Regions from separate parts of the Mus musculus genome. Here all the other regions are linked to region 1. Evidence: chromatin contacts called from public HiChIP or PLAC-seq and Micro-C data. All regions are on one chromosome and are shown on one strand. The core of a region is the stretch at or near the end of the contact, and the rest is flanking DNA. Distances in the headings are between cores, read along the strand shown.

The links. A called contact is a pair of places that touch in the nucleus more often than the background predicts. HiChIP or PLAC-seq counts read pairs in DNA pulled down with a chosen protein or histone mark.
Region 2: a contact with region 1 is called in an H3K4me3 HiChIP or PLAC-seq map of embryonic forebrain, with 5 times the contacts expected there. The contact joins the promoter of Hoxb13 here to the promoter of Dlx4os in region 1. A contact is called at or near these places in 6 of 39 promoter capture datasets (cranial neural crest, frontonasal cranial neural crest, hippocampal neurons and 3 more), 2 of 484 Hi-C or Micro-C datasets (cerebellum and cranial neural crest), 5 of 115 datasets of contacts at active chromatin or transcription factors (astrocytes, embryonic forebrain, embryonic hindbrain and 2 more) and 1 of 9 other capture datasets (liver).
Region 3: a Micro-C map of embryonic stem cells shows a contact between it and region 1, with 2.8 times the contacts expected there. The contact joins the promoter of Hoxb9 here to the promoter of Dlx4os in region 1. A contact is called at or near these places in 5 of 39 promoter capture datasets (cranial neural crest, hematopoietic stem and progenitor cells, liver and 2 more), 1 of 484 Hi-C or Micro-C datasets (embryonic stem cells) and 2 of 115 datasets of contacts at active chromatin or transcription factors (embryonic forebrain and embryonic midbrain).

The regions. Positions count from the first base shown.
Region 1 is chr11:95,142,201-95,147,037 of GRCm38.p6, reverse strand. It overlaps Dlx4os (distal-less homeobox 4, opposite strand), which reads right to left and starts at 1,985. Exons shown (of 3, transcript NR_040279.1): 1 at 1,764-1,985. Dlx4 (distal-less homeobox 4) reads left to right here and starts at 1,237. Exons shown (of 3, transcript NM_007867.4): 1 at 1,237-1,842. The coding sequence starts at 1,557.
Region 2 is chr11:96,192,014-96,196,367 of GRCm38.p6, reverse strand. Hoxb13 (homeobox B13) reads right to left here and starts at 2,052. Exons shown (of 2, transcript NM_008267.4): 1 at 1,322-2,052; 2 at 1-395. The coding sequence starts at 1,925. The coding sequence ends at 139.
Region 3 is chr11:96,269,254-96,273,847 of GRCm38.p6, reverse strand. Hoxb9 (homeobox B9) reads right to left here and starts at 2,518. Exons shown (of 2, transcript NM_008270.2): 1 at 1,790-2,518. The coding sequence starts at 2,306.

The DNA.
Region 1 (4,837 bases), core at 736-3,235:
TTTCTGAGAAGGAAAATTAGTGATTTGACTTGTAATATACAAGCATATGTGCCAGGTAAGCACAATGTGTTTTAAATAAAAATATTACATTTATTTATGTTTGGGTTATGCGTATGTGTGAAGATCCATGCATAACAGAGCCCACATATGGAGCTCAAGAGACTAGCTCTTGGGAGTTTGTTTTTTCTTCCATTATATGGTCCTGGGGACTCCAACTCAGATGGTCAGGCTTGGTGGCAACCTAATTGCTCTTCATCTCTTGTCTGCTGAGCCATCTCATCCACCTCAATCCTGTGCTTTTATTCAAAGAGTTGCCCATGGTTGGGGATGCAGCTGTATATACACCACACCTTAAAGTCTGTGTTTGCCGGTCCATAAATGAGCCTCTTTTCGTAGAGGGATATTGGTATGTAACAATATATGTTGGATGAAGACTCTATGTATTTTTGTGCACGTGGCAACAGATGCTTGCATACATGGTGTTCATTAAGGCCTCCTGTCCTGCTAAGAGACAGGTCCCGAACACAGTCTGGAAGTACAATGGAGTTAGCCATATTTTCTGTGCCCTCCCAGGAGCCATCAAACTAGATTCATCCCCACTCCCAGATTTTGCCCCAGTTCCTGGGAGGCTACATTTTGCAGAGTGCCAGAAAAGGCGGGGCTCGGTACAGGCGAATCCCAGACAGCAGATTCCCTCCAGCAGCCTCAAGGGCCTGCAGGAGCTGTGGTGTCGCAACTAAACCGGGGCCCCTGCCGGAAGCGGAAGCTTGCATTGGGGGTGGTGAGGCGCAGTGGCGGCGGTCGCGGCGTGCCAGGCTCTGGGCGCTCGGCGGGGGCGTGCGCGCCACGCGCGTGCGGGGCAGGCTGGGCGCCAGGCGGCACCCTCCAGGCCCCAGCGTCTGTTTACCAACAAACTGCCATCGCTCTGCAGCTACGCATTCCGACGCGCTGAATAAGCGGCCGGCGCTGGCTAGCTGCTTTTTCCACTCCCTCGCAGAGCCCTGGCAGCGTGGGGCCATGCAGACCCGCGCGACGCGCACACAGGTTCTGAGTCTCCAAAGCGTCTCTAGTTACCGCGCAGCTTCCCTCGTCCCCTAGCCATCCCAGGCCCAATTTCCTAGCACCTTGAACATCGTTACTGAGACTTCCTGACTCTACCGATTCCCCAGGAACTCGGAGTTGATGCAGGGATGTGGGGTCCGGAGCTCGCATCCCTCCCGTTTCCCGGTGCACGCTAACACGAGGGGTGGGGGGCGGGCTCAGCTTGAGGTCACCAAGGAATAGCCAATCCGGGGTGTCTAAGTGGGCGGGGGACCCCTGGGGTCCCGGGAACCGAACCCAGAGGAAAAGATGGGGAAGGGTAAAACCACGGGGTACCCCAAAAAACCCTTTCCCGGGTGCGAGTTCTCTGCCGGAAGAGGCTCAGAGAGACATTTTTCCAGGCATCTGAAGTGTAAGAGTGGCTTGCTGGAGCTGGAGACTTTGAAAGGAGCTGGCAGAAAGAGTAGACAGCGTGCGGGCCATGACCTAGGCCCTGTGGCCCGGCACCGGCCGCAATGACCTCTTTACCCTGTCCCCTTCCTGACCGTGGTGCCTCCAACGTTGTCTTCCCGGACCTCGCCCCCGCCCTGTCGGTAGTGGCTGCTTACCCGCTCGGACTATCCCCGGGAACCGCAGCTTCTCCCGATTTGTCCTACTCCCAGTCCTACGGCCACCCCCGGTCCTATTCCCACCCTGGGCCGGCAACCCCAGGAGACTCCTACCTGCCCCGCCAGCAACAATTGGTGGCGCCATCTCAGCCCTTTCACAGGCCGGCTGAACACCCGCAGGAGCTCGAAGCAGGTAAGTGTGACCGCGGCGGCTCTCCTCACCTCTGGGGTCTGGGTTGTCTTTGCATAAATTTCGCGTTCTTCTGCTTGCGCGCAACTAGAGGGATTCAAACGCTTCTCTCTCCGATACCCAGGAATCTGCGGTAGGGGGAGGGCGAAGGATGGGGGAGGAGCGGAGGCAAGTTGATCTAGGTCTCCTTTTTAAATTCGACCTGGTTTCGATTTGCAGTTTTGAAAAGCCAGGCGGGAGGGCTCCCTACCCCACCCCCTGGAGCAGTGGAGCTGTGTGAGTACCTGTGTAACGGAAATTTGCCCTAATCCAGATGGAGAGGTGGAGATCTAACCCCTTCCCTGTGATTCTCCTCATCCTTCACTCCGTTCCGACATCATCCCTTTTGAGTTCTGGTCTCAGAAACCAGTATATAAATCAAACACTACTAAACAGAAATCAGTTTCCAGTTGGAGATAGGTAGACAACTAGGCTGGGTTCCTTCTCCTTTCCTGGGCCCCACCCCCTTTTCCTGGAGGTGCCTATACCCTGCAGGATCTGGGTATAAGACCCCCACCAACTGTTGCTCAAATAATAAACTTACAGGCTGGTCTACCAGTCTCCAGCTCTTTCCCTGGCCTCCTCTGCCTTGTGCCTAAGACATCTTTACCATCTCCACCTTTAACTTTGGGATACATTAGACCCAGCTTCGGTTGCCTGCAGCAAATCTGAGCTCCACTGGAAGGCTTCGGTGAAGACAGGGGAGCAGCTGGCCTTCCTAGCTCCGACCTATGCACAGCCCAACTGACAGACCCTGGCTGGCAGTACGAGGATGCTCTCCATAGACCCACTGACTCCTTGAACATCAAAATGGTCCAATTGTTCTTGGCATAGTCCTCGAAGATGCGCAAGTCTGTGATGTGACTTCACATAATCAGCCCCAAACCAAGATGTTTCTCTCCTTTTCCCTGGTCATTCTGGCATAAATTCATGACACATACACCCCCAACCAAAACCACATTAGAATAGAGGCTCACATTCCTTGTTCTATGGTTGGAGAAACTGAGATAGAAGGAATGCATATAGATAGATCCAGGACACAACTTTTTTTTCCAGGCTCCTGGACCAGGGCAAGTTCACTTTCCTCAATGGACGGAGCCAGGAAAGGGGACTTTAGGAACTTCTCAGGACCCCAGAAAGTTAACAGCTTTCTGGAGCAGAGTGGGGGTGGGCCTGCTAGGTTGCTGGGTCTCCTTGGAGGAGGGACAGTCCGTCTGAGTGGCAGAGTTTTGCATACAGATCTACAAAGGAACCGCTTGGACTCTTCTTTTTAGATATACTAATATACACTGGGGAAGTAAAGGCAAGGGGGGTCCTGAGTTTGAGGACAAGTCGGGCAACCTGCTATCCGTCCTGTGTGTGCACATGAGGACAGACAGTGTGCATTTTGGGACTGGAGAGGAAGAACCTGTCCTTATTGGGAGACCTGTCTGGCAATAAGGTGGACCTGTCTTCCATATGCCTTCCCTAGCTTGGTCCAAGAACAATGGACTGAAGAATTCTTTCTATTACGTACTTTACCCGGATACAACGAAAAAATAAAATAAAATAAAACAAAACAGAGACTCCATGTTCACAAACAGATTCTTTAAAAAAAAAATATACCGTAGCATTTCGCTATTGAAATTATGCGGGCCGCCGCCCATTCTTGAATGAATGATTGGAGTACGAGAGAGGGCTTGGGGTGTCCTACGCCCATACTACGGGTGCACCTCCGTCCCAGGGAGGCATTTGGCTCAGAAAGAGCCTCAGCAACACCCCTTTGGGGCTGCGGGTGTGGCTGCCGCGCCTCCACGGAGGCCCTGGGGACCCGTTATCGCGACCGACCGGGGTAGATCCAGTTGTGACTTGCCAAAACTAGTGTGGAAAAAGGCAGCTGTTCCGGAAGGCACCTGGAAGGTGATCTGCTCTGCGAGTTCAGCAGTCCAGGCTGTCTTCCTTCGCGCTCTGCTCGCTATTACCCGAACTGCGCGGTCCAGGCAGCCAAGAAGGCATGGGTTGTCGCTTGGCTGCCGGCCCCGGGTGAGCAGTAGAAGTCGGAGTAGGAGAGACAAGACAGGCGCGGGCGGGAGCGCGGGCGGGAGCGGGAGCGGGAGCGGAAACCCAATGGTTTTTCTGGGAATTGGCTGAGGTTGGAATCCAGGGGACAGGATTTGAGGACCACAGCCCCCAAGGCCACCGGTGAGGGATGTGGGGGAGGTGAAGGCAGTGGTGACTGCGGCCCACGAGCAGAGACCCTAACATCTGTTGGGTGAACCCAGCTAAGAATGGATGGGGAGCTGAAGGACAGAAGCTGCTACTGCTGCCAGGATACAGGCAGGGACATCTCACCCGCTCTATTCTGGGGTCCTCATAGTAGACCTGCACGGAAAGAGGCAGCTGTCACCCCAACATTTTGTCATCCCGGGCAGGCATTTTGCCTCTTCCCATTTCTCATCCCCTTGCACAGTCTCAGTATCCCATAAAGTGGTCCAGGTCGGGGCCCCGGTTTCAAGAATGGAAACCCATGCCCTCAATCTTGACGCCAACCTGAAGCCGCTTCCTATAATAGTGGGAGTTGGGGGCCTGTGGGGGACACCAGACCTTTTGCTACAGCCTACAGCCCAGCGATGACAATATAACAACCCGTATTGCTGGCGGAACATTAAGCTTTCCGGACCTGAATCACTTTCCTTCTGAAGCAACCGCGCTGGGGCCCGCAGGAAATACATCTTGTTTCTAGATCCCTGAAACTTTGAGTATTACTCTTAGGTTTCTTGAGTCTTTGATACACTGCTCTGCTCATCTCCAGACCTTAGCTCAGCTCTCCACGAGTCTTTTGCCCTGTTCTATTCTAAGCAGGTCCACCAACCAACATACCAGCACCCTGCCACCCTGCAGGAGCCTGGGCACCCTTACCCTGGCCCTTGGCGATTTGTGTTCTTAGGTCCTATAGTGGTAGCTTCAGCAGGACAAGAAC
Region 2 (4,354 bases), core at 803-3,302, 1.0 Mb before region 1:
GAACAGTCCAGAACTCAGAAGCCTGCTAAAGGTGTCATCTCTTGGGGTCCCTCAGCCGAGTCCTCTGCCAGTCCTGGCCCTGGCAGGCTCCCAGTTCTCCAGGACAAGCCCTCTTCCCCTGCCCATCCCCTCTGGTGCTCACGGGGTAGTGCTGGTCTTGACCTTGGCAAGAACCTTCTTCTCCTTGACCCGGCGGTTCTGAAACCAGATGGTAATCTGGCGTTCAGAGAGGCTGGTGGCTGCCGAGATCTTGCGCCTCTTGTCCTTAGTGATAAACTTGTTGGCTGCATACTCCCGCTCCAACTCCCGCAACTGCCCCTTGCTATAGGGAATGCGTTTTTTGCGGCCTCGGCGGAAGGCACAGCCGTCGGGAGGAGGGTGCTGGACACTGGGCTCTGTGTGGTGGAAAAAGAGAGGGAAGAAAAGGCATCTTAGTCCCCTCTCTAGCGCAAGATCAAGCGCAGACCCAGGCCCTGCACGCCTCAGGGCTACGTCATCCTGCAGGCGCTTCCTGATCATCCTATGTGTGGGCCCGGCTCCCTCAAAGCACACAGCCCTAGATTCTGCCTGATTCTCTGATAGCCACTCACTCAGCCTCTGCTCCTACTGGCCACCCCCACCATCACTGACCTCACACCAGGAGTCTGCAAACACACCCACCCTGTCAGGTTTTTGTCCACAATCACACAATCCACTTTCACATGCGTGTTCGGATTCAGCCACTCCTCCAAACTGGCAAATTATGTACATGAGAAAACAGGGTTCTGTTCCCTACCCAACACACACATACACACACAAACACCATGCACACACACTTACACGCACACTCACGAACACACCCTTCAATACACCCTCAGTCAAAGAAAACCTAAATTTTCCTTTCGAAATTGACCTAAAAAAAGGAAAGGGTTATATTCTCGAGGAAACACCCAATATCTCCGATCCCACCTCTCAATGCCACTCTCGAGACCACTGGATTATGTCATTTGGCCTTTGGGCAGAATTAGTCTGGGATTGTGCTGGGTAGGGACTCTTTGCCCCCAATCAACAGCAGAGATCCAAGGTTCTCCCGACATATTCAAAGACTGGTCCTAGAGCCTCCTGGAGAAGTCAGGAAGGCTAGCACCCTGCTGAGGCCCCTTATTCTGACCCTCTGAGGCCCTCTTGTTGCCTGGACCCTCCCTCACAGTCCTAGTAAATAACCCAGGAACCCTAGGCCCCTCCTCATCAGCCCGAAGTTTCCCTTCCTCTCCTCTTCCTCCTTCCCAGCAAGTGCCAGCGTAGCCCATGCTGAGCCAAGGGGAGCCAGAGTAGAACTTACCTGCAAACGCTGCTTTCCAGAATGGACCTGGTGGGTTCTGTTCACCTTGGCAACACATCTGGCTGTTCCAGCCACCGGCCAGGGCCCAGGGCTGGTAACTGTCCACGGGAAGCAGAGAATCGTGGCGAGGCTCTCCGGGGGCTCCCAGGGTCTGCACCACAGACACATCCAGGTAACTGGCCATAGGCTGGTATGGTCCCGGGTAGCCCGGATAGAAGGCAAACTCGGTGGGACGGCTGGGATACTCCTCCCCAGGTGCAGGAGTTTCCGAAGGGTAGGTAGCCAGGGCGGCCGTCTGGGCACAGGGTTTCAGGGAGCTCCTGGATACTCGGCAAGAGTAGTACCCGCCTCCAAAGTAGCCATAAGGCACAGGAGCTGGAGATGCCCCCTGAGGCACCCCAGGACAAGGGTGGCACTGCTTTGGTGGCTCTGCAGAGCCTGGCAGATCCAGGGGGGCATAGTTGACAGTTGGCATCAGCGTTGGAGCCGCGGGATGGCTAGCCAGTGGGGAGGAGTGGGAGACTAGATTCCGACCCCCTCCAGCTCCCAGCAAGCCTTCGATATCCTTGGCCCCGTCCAAGGTGGCATAATTGCCGGGCTCCATGGAGCCAATGATCGGCTCATGGGGAGCCGAGGGTGAGGGTTCTAGGGGGCAGCAAGCTGTCTCTCCCCACCCAGGCCCAGGGAATCCTAAGCGTTTTAAATCGCTCCCAGCTCGAACGGCGCCTGCATTCGCCTGGCTGGGCCGTCTTGACGCAAGAGACGCAAGAGCCCGGGCATGAGCGCTGATTGGCTGTGGCCTGGGGGAGAGAGGCTCATAAAATCCTCCCGCAGAAATTGCAGGGGGAGAAGGGACGGGGAGCCCGGCTCCGCCTCCTCTCTTCCCTTCTCTTCCTCTCCGCCTGTCTCTTTTTCTTTTTGTATGTGTGTCTCTGTCTTTATCTGTATGTGTTCTGTGTCTCTGTCTCTATATGTGTCTCTGCTTCTGCCTGCTGTCTCGGGTCTCTGCCTGCGCTCTCTCTCTCTCTCTCTCTCTCTCTCTCTCTTCCTGGCTCCCAGTCTTCTGCGCTTTGGCAGGTTTAACGAGAGAATAAAAAGCTCTCCCAATAAAGTGTCCATCTCCTGGGGATGAGGGGAGTCGGGGGAAGGGCTGGGAGGCCACTTCGGGCTGCCTCAAAGGAGAACCCGGGAATGCTTCTGAGATGGGAATGAGAACTGTAGGCGTCAGGGAGCTCTGTGCTTGGAGGCTGGGTACTAGCCACCGTAGCTCATTGTAGATATCCTTTCTGTCCCTAATACACTGCGCCCAGGCAAGTGCCTTCCAGGTCTGTCCCCCAAGGACCCTGCCTAGTCACAACACTGAAAGCCCGGAGGCCCCAATGGGGATGAGGCGGAGCCAAGGGGCGGGGGACACGAAGGAACGTTGAAAACGTGCAGTGCTTGGCTCAGGGAACGCAGTGTCCGGATCTGAAGGGGAAATAGAGCCAATGTCTGGGAAGGGGGTCTGGATTTCCGTTTAAGGGTGGAGAAAGAGACCAAGAGACACAGGCGTACAGGGGCTTTACTTGAAGGAATAGACTCGGTGTGGAAAAGGAAGGCTGGCGGGGGGGGGGGGGGTAGGCAGAGAGGGAGGAGAAAGGAAGAGAGGAAAAAAGGGAGAGGGAGAGAGGGAGAGGTTGAAACATCACAAATGGGAAGGGGGGGTCAAGATTGTATCCCTTTTTCTGGAATCTGCAGTCTGGGGGAGCCAAGGCTGGTTTCGTGGCCATCCCCACCTGTGGGGATCCTGGGTCCCAAGATTGCAGGAGCTTGGTCTGTGTGGGGGCCTTTCTGCTCTTTGGTGCCGCTCTCTAGGCCGGAAAGTCCAGGAACCGAACCCTGGCCCCAGCACACTTCCACAGGACTGAGGGACTAGAAAGCTCAGGACCCCCTAGCTGCCTCTTTAAATTTCCTTGGAAGTTAAAGAGGAGGAGAGAGAGAGTGAACTACCCCAACTGCTAGAATTGTCCGAGGCCCTCTGTTGGGGCCTATTGTGCTGTAGATTCAAATGGCTTGTTTCACAAATCTGCCCTTAAAGTTGGTTTGTTTTTTGTTTTTTGTTTCTTTCCTGTATCACTTTCACATGAAATCCCTTTGTGTCTTCTAGTTTTCTCTCAGGTTTCCCCTCACCCCGGCAGAAAATTTGAACTTTTCTATTCTACATCAAGAGTTTGTTTGTAATAAAGAATCGAACCCCTTGAGCTGAGTCCGGCTCAGCCAAAGCCTAAACTTGAACTTGAGTCACTTTGTGGGAAAGGGCCTATGAAAGCCAGAATGGAGGCCTGTAGTATACTGTGTATCACTCCCAACAGACATTGTTAATAACTGACATGAAGCACAAACATCCCCTCTGATTTTTATCACATTTGAAAACATAGAGAAAGGAAAAAAGAGGAAGGTGTCTGTTCACTGCTTCCCAAAGCCCAATCCAGGTTGTTGTTCACCCAATCATGAAGGGCAGAAACACCAGGATTTCCCCCCTAAAGATTTCGAACTTCCCAGTTCTTAGGTTTCTGTAGACACAGATGCCTGTATGCTGGGATGTAGAGATACAGTGGCATTCACCTTTGATTCCAGCACCAGGGAGGCAGAGGCAGGCCTTTTCAGACCTAGCTTGCTCTACAGACAGAGTTTCAGGACAGCCAGGGCTGCACAGAGAAACCCTGTCTTTGGTGGGGAGGAAAGATGTGTGTAAGTTTATTAATGCTGATACAGCATGAGTGGCCTTTACTTTTTTAAAAAAAAAATCAAAATCATTTGACAAAACAACACTTCTGGGTATAAGGGAAATTTTTACATCCATCGTGGGGTATGTTCTAACACTTTCTTTTTTAGATTACTGAAACTGCATAGATATCCAGAAGATTTGCATGGCCCCTGGGATATATGACATGCAAATTCTCACAGCATTTTATGCCACACACTGGCCTCAAGCTCCCTTTGTAGCTGAAGGTATCTCTGAAATTCTGATCTTCCTGCATCTCCCTCCCAAGA
Region 3 (4,594 bases), core at 1,269-3,768, 1.1 Mb before region 1:
GGGGGGGGCGGGGGGCGGGGGGGACGACAGAAAGCCCTTCCCAGCATACCAATCCTTTTAACGGACCCAATGGAGAGGCAGAGAAAGGTGTAATTGAGTGGAAGAGGGGCACAAAGAGCAAATAACATATACAGTTTTTTTTTCTTTTTCTGTCCAGCATCCCTCCTTAGACCTCGGGACTCAGAAAAGTTACCTGCCTCCCAAAGCAGAGCCAATTACAAGCAAGATCCACTCCACCAGCTTAGCCCCCAAGTGAAAAGCTCTGAATATCTATGTATATTTTAAAATTCACTTCATCCTACACTAAGTAGCGTGTCCTGCCAATTTGCAGCGCTATTCCCTTAATGTGATTGTCTGGGATGGGACCCGCAGCCTTTTCCTCTTTCATTAAATATGAAAGAGGAAACAAAAAAAAAAACTGTTAATAATTGAGCCTAGCCAAATGGCTGCCTTGCAATGATGGGCAACTCAGGCCTAGTCTGGGGCCATGGGGTGAGGGGTCTGTTTGGGTGTTTTCTGGAGCTTTGGGAGGAGCTGTTTTGGGGATATGAGCTCCTTAATAACTCAGCCTGGCAAGTTGGAGGTATGAGGGGACCACAAGGGTCACAGGGGAATAGTGTCTCTCCTTGCTTTTCAGAGGGCAAGCATGCCCCCAGAGGACCCATTGGCCTCTCTGTTGGTGGGGCATCCAATAGGGCGAGCAAGGACCAAACTATTTGCCCAGAGGAGGAAGAGGTGAGGAGTTGACCTGTCAGTTTGTCCCGTATTGTTTGGGACCAAGAGCGAGCCCCAAACCAGTTTGTCTTCCCCATCCTTAAAAACAAACCCCTAAAAGTAAGCCTCCTCTACTCTCAGCCAGCAGCAGTTTCCACTTGGGGTTTTATTTTAGCAAGGGTGCTTTTAGGAGTGGGAGGTGGTAAGAAACTCTCCACCAAGGGTAGAGTTCTCCGCCCCTGCGCAGTCCTCCCCCTCCCTCCCCCGGGGTCCCTTTGGGTGTCTTCTCCTCCATTCTAGAGGGAGGCCCTGTCTTTAGCAAGTGATGCCTAGACTCTCGGAGAGGTGAACTGCCCGGCCTAAGTGATCGGAAGCCCCGCGGAGATCAGCGTGCAACCGCAGGAGGAGAAACGGCCGTCCTGTCGAGGATGCCCTAGAAGGGCGGGGGACCCCCGGAGGGAAGGCTCCCGGGGAGGGGCCGGCGCACCGGGGAGGGGGCTCCGTCACCGCATCCTGGGCTTCCCCCGCCCCTCCCGGCGCCTGCTGCCGACCCGACGCGGCTACTGCGTGAGATCTGCTAGGAACAATCCTCCGCCAAGCTGTTGCATCGCAAATAAAATCCTAATGAGCCCCCTCCCCCTTCCCCTTGGCCGGCAGGGACGGTCTGCGCGTGGCGCAGGCGGCTCTGCCGAGTGCTCTTCGGCCCCGTGCCCGCGCGGGCTCCGGGCCGCGCTGGCCATCGGCCCGGCCTCCTACAGTTCTATCGCAGGTCCCTCTCCCTTTTTCCAGCCCGAGCCTGGGGAAGAATGAAGGACTAGAGAGACTTGGTCCCTGAGTCTCAGTCCCTGCGCCACAAGGAGGAGTGGGGGGTAGCCTCAGTGTCCCCCTCCTGGACACCCAGCTTTTTGCTTTGCCAGCCCCTTCCTTCCTCTTCCCTCCACCCACTCTAGCCCTGCGGCCCCAGGCGCTCTGTCCCTTTACATTGTCCGCTTTATGGCCTCTCCCCTCCCCTCCCCCGGGCCTGGCCTGCAGCCTGGGGGGGATTTCCTCACTTTTTTTTTTTTTTATAACTTACTTTGATCCGGCCTCTCTTTGTCCTCGCTTCCTTCGCAAATTTTATTGTCCCCGTAGCCAGCTCTTTGATTAGACAGGACAGCCTCCCTGCCCGCCGAAGTTTCCAAACTGTACTCGGGCGTGCCCTGTTTGAGCAGCTCCCCCGGCGCGCCCAGCAGCGGCTCCGCCTTCACGGCCGCCTGGCCCTGCCCCGGGGCGGCCTCGGCGCGCGGCGCCGGCTCTAGCCAGGTGCGGAGGTACCTGCTTTCGGCCGCCGGCGCGCCCTGGGGCTGCAGGTAGGGGTGGTAGACAGACGGCAGGCTCCCCGAGGCGTGCGGGCTCAGCGGCGCCCAGGAGGCGCCGAACACCGGCGCTTTGGGCTGGAAGCTGCACGAGGGGAAGTCCAGGTGCTCGGCGTGGCCCGGCTGCCGCGGGTTCGCGTACTGGCCCGAAGGAAACTTGGCTGGAGGCGCGTCCTCGCTCTCGTGACTTATGATCGAGTCGACATAATAGCTGCTAAGCGTCCCAGAAATGGACATTCTCAGACATTATCCGCGCGCTCGCAGGGGGAAGGGAAGCGCTCGCGCCGCGGCGCCCAAGCAGGGAAAAGGTGGCACACGGACCCGGTGCAGAGGGCTTTCGGACGCGACCCCCCCCAGACCCCCACCCTCCCACCCCCACCCCCTGCTCAACTTCTCAGCCAACAAAGTACAGTGGAGCAGCCCGGCTCGGAGCTCCTTGCAAAATGATTGGTCAAAGTTTTGCGGACTGCCTGATAAAGCGTCAGCTCCGACATAAATCAATCGGGCGAGGGGGCTGCGCTCGCGCTGTCATCCGTCCTCACCGCATTCCATATCCAGGATGGATTGTTTTATGCTGATGCAATGTGCTATCACGTCAGGGCTCCGGCGGCCACGTAACCTCAGCCTGAGCTGCCGGGCCGCCCGGGCCCCTCCCGCTTTTACAGGAAGGGGGGTTCTCAACATGGGGCGATGGGGGCGGAGGAGAGGCGGAGGCAAGCAGCGGGCTGCCTCAGGAGGGACGCAGGCTGAGGAGCCCTCTCCCCAGGCAGATTGGGGGGGGGGGGAGGACCAGCATACAGGGAGGGAGAGCGCCCCAGCCTCAGAGCTGCGGGAGAGGCCCGACAGGGTAATTAAAGAGGAGGTAGTCTTGTCGCCCCCCCCCAACACCTCCACCTCCACCCCGCGGGCCCTCATTTCCTGTCCTCTGTCCCCTTGACAGAGATGTTTATTAAACAACAGCAGTACAGCGACCCACAGGAGATGAAGTAAAAGGATGAGAAAGAAGTTGGGGCTTTTATAGGACAGTTATCCTCTTTGGAGGGGGTTCAGGGCACAATTTGGGGAGATTTACGTGACTAGGCTCTTCCCTTGATCCTTTAGCAGCTGAGAGAGGCGAAAGGGGACTAGTGTCCAAAGAATCATTATCTGTCTTGAAATTATAGCCTGCCTAAGGCCAAAGAGACACACCAGGCCCTGGAACTAGAGTTTCGGGAGACTAACCAGTCTTGTTTAACTCCTTAAAATTTTTCTTGGGCCTTTGTGAAAGGCTGGGTCCATGGTCATTTCTTGTCCTTCATCCAGGAATCTCTGAGACCCTTAAAAATGTCCAGATGAGAGGGCTAATGTGGGAAATGATTAAAGGAGAAGGGGAAGAAGACTCCCCAAACGGCACAGTAAGGAACACCGGGTTACCTTCCTTTCCATCCAAAAAGGGAAAGAGGCCAGCTAAATTCTCAGCACTCTAGCGCTTTTCACCCGGAATTGCCGCTCTGGAAAAGGTCCAAATACTGACATAGGACGGTAGCAAGTACAGAGGAGTCCCCGGCATCAGTCCGTTTCCCCCACCCGCCGCCTTCTCGCCTACAATCCTCTCGTGGAGATTACAAATAGTGCATTTTATTAGCAGCTAATCTGCGGCCCTGCGCAGGGACTCCCCCGAGGCCACGGGCTGGTTTCCTGGCGGCTCTCCCAGCTCTTGCCTCTACAGCTTCTGCCTGGGTGCAGGCGCCTCCCCCGGTGTGGTGCTCTGGGAGGCCGGGCCCCTAGACAGGCTTGGTTTCCTCGGGTTAGGTTTAAAGACAGATTTCTTGGCTATTCTCTGAGTCTGGACCGTTATTAGGCAGACTGCTCCGGGGGCCATGACTCCCTCCTTAGCCTCCCCTTCTTTTAGAAAAAGTGGAACCGTTCTAACTTGGGGGTCAATATGTTTTTAGCCAGTACCCCTACTGCCCAGTGGAAGGCTGCGGATCACCTCCGAGAGCACACACACAGTCCCGCCCGCTTGTCTTTCTAAATGAAGCCATCTCGTGTCATTACGTGTGAAATACGAGGGCGAAGCGCCATATTTCTTCACATTATGGCGATTTCAAAATGATTTTTTAAAGATCAATGCGGGCGCCCAGCCGGCCCCTTCAATTCCACCCACGCTCTTGGAGAGCGACAGCCCAGCAGATCCGGAACCAAACAGCGTGAAGATCTATTTTTTTCCCTGTAGTATCCAAATGGGGAAACAAAAATCCGATGCAAATTCTTCTAAGTAGCGGTTGGACGCTTGGAAAAGTCAAGAGAGCTTCCCGGATCTGCCAGCAAGAAGCTGGGCCTGGAGCGAATGAATCATAGTTAGGGCAGAGCACCTGTTCCTGCTTTGCTAGTCCTATGAAATCTGCCATCAGTTTTACCTGTAATAAATATAGTCTTCAGGCCAAAAAAAAAAAAATCCCCTCCCCAGCCATAAATAACAGCGTTATGAAGCATGTCGAGGTGGGTATATGATTTTCTGTAGTATATAAATTAGGGCCCAAAAG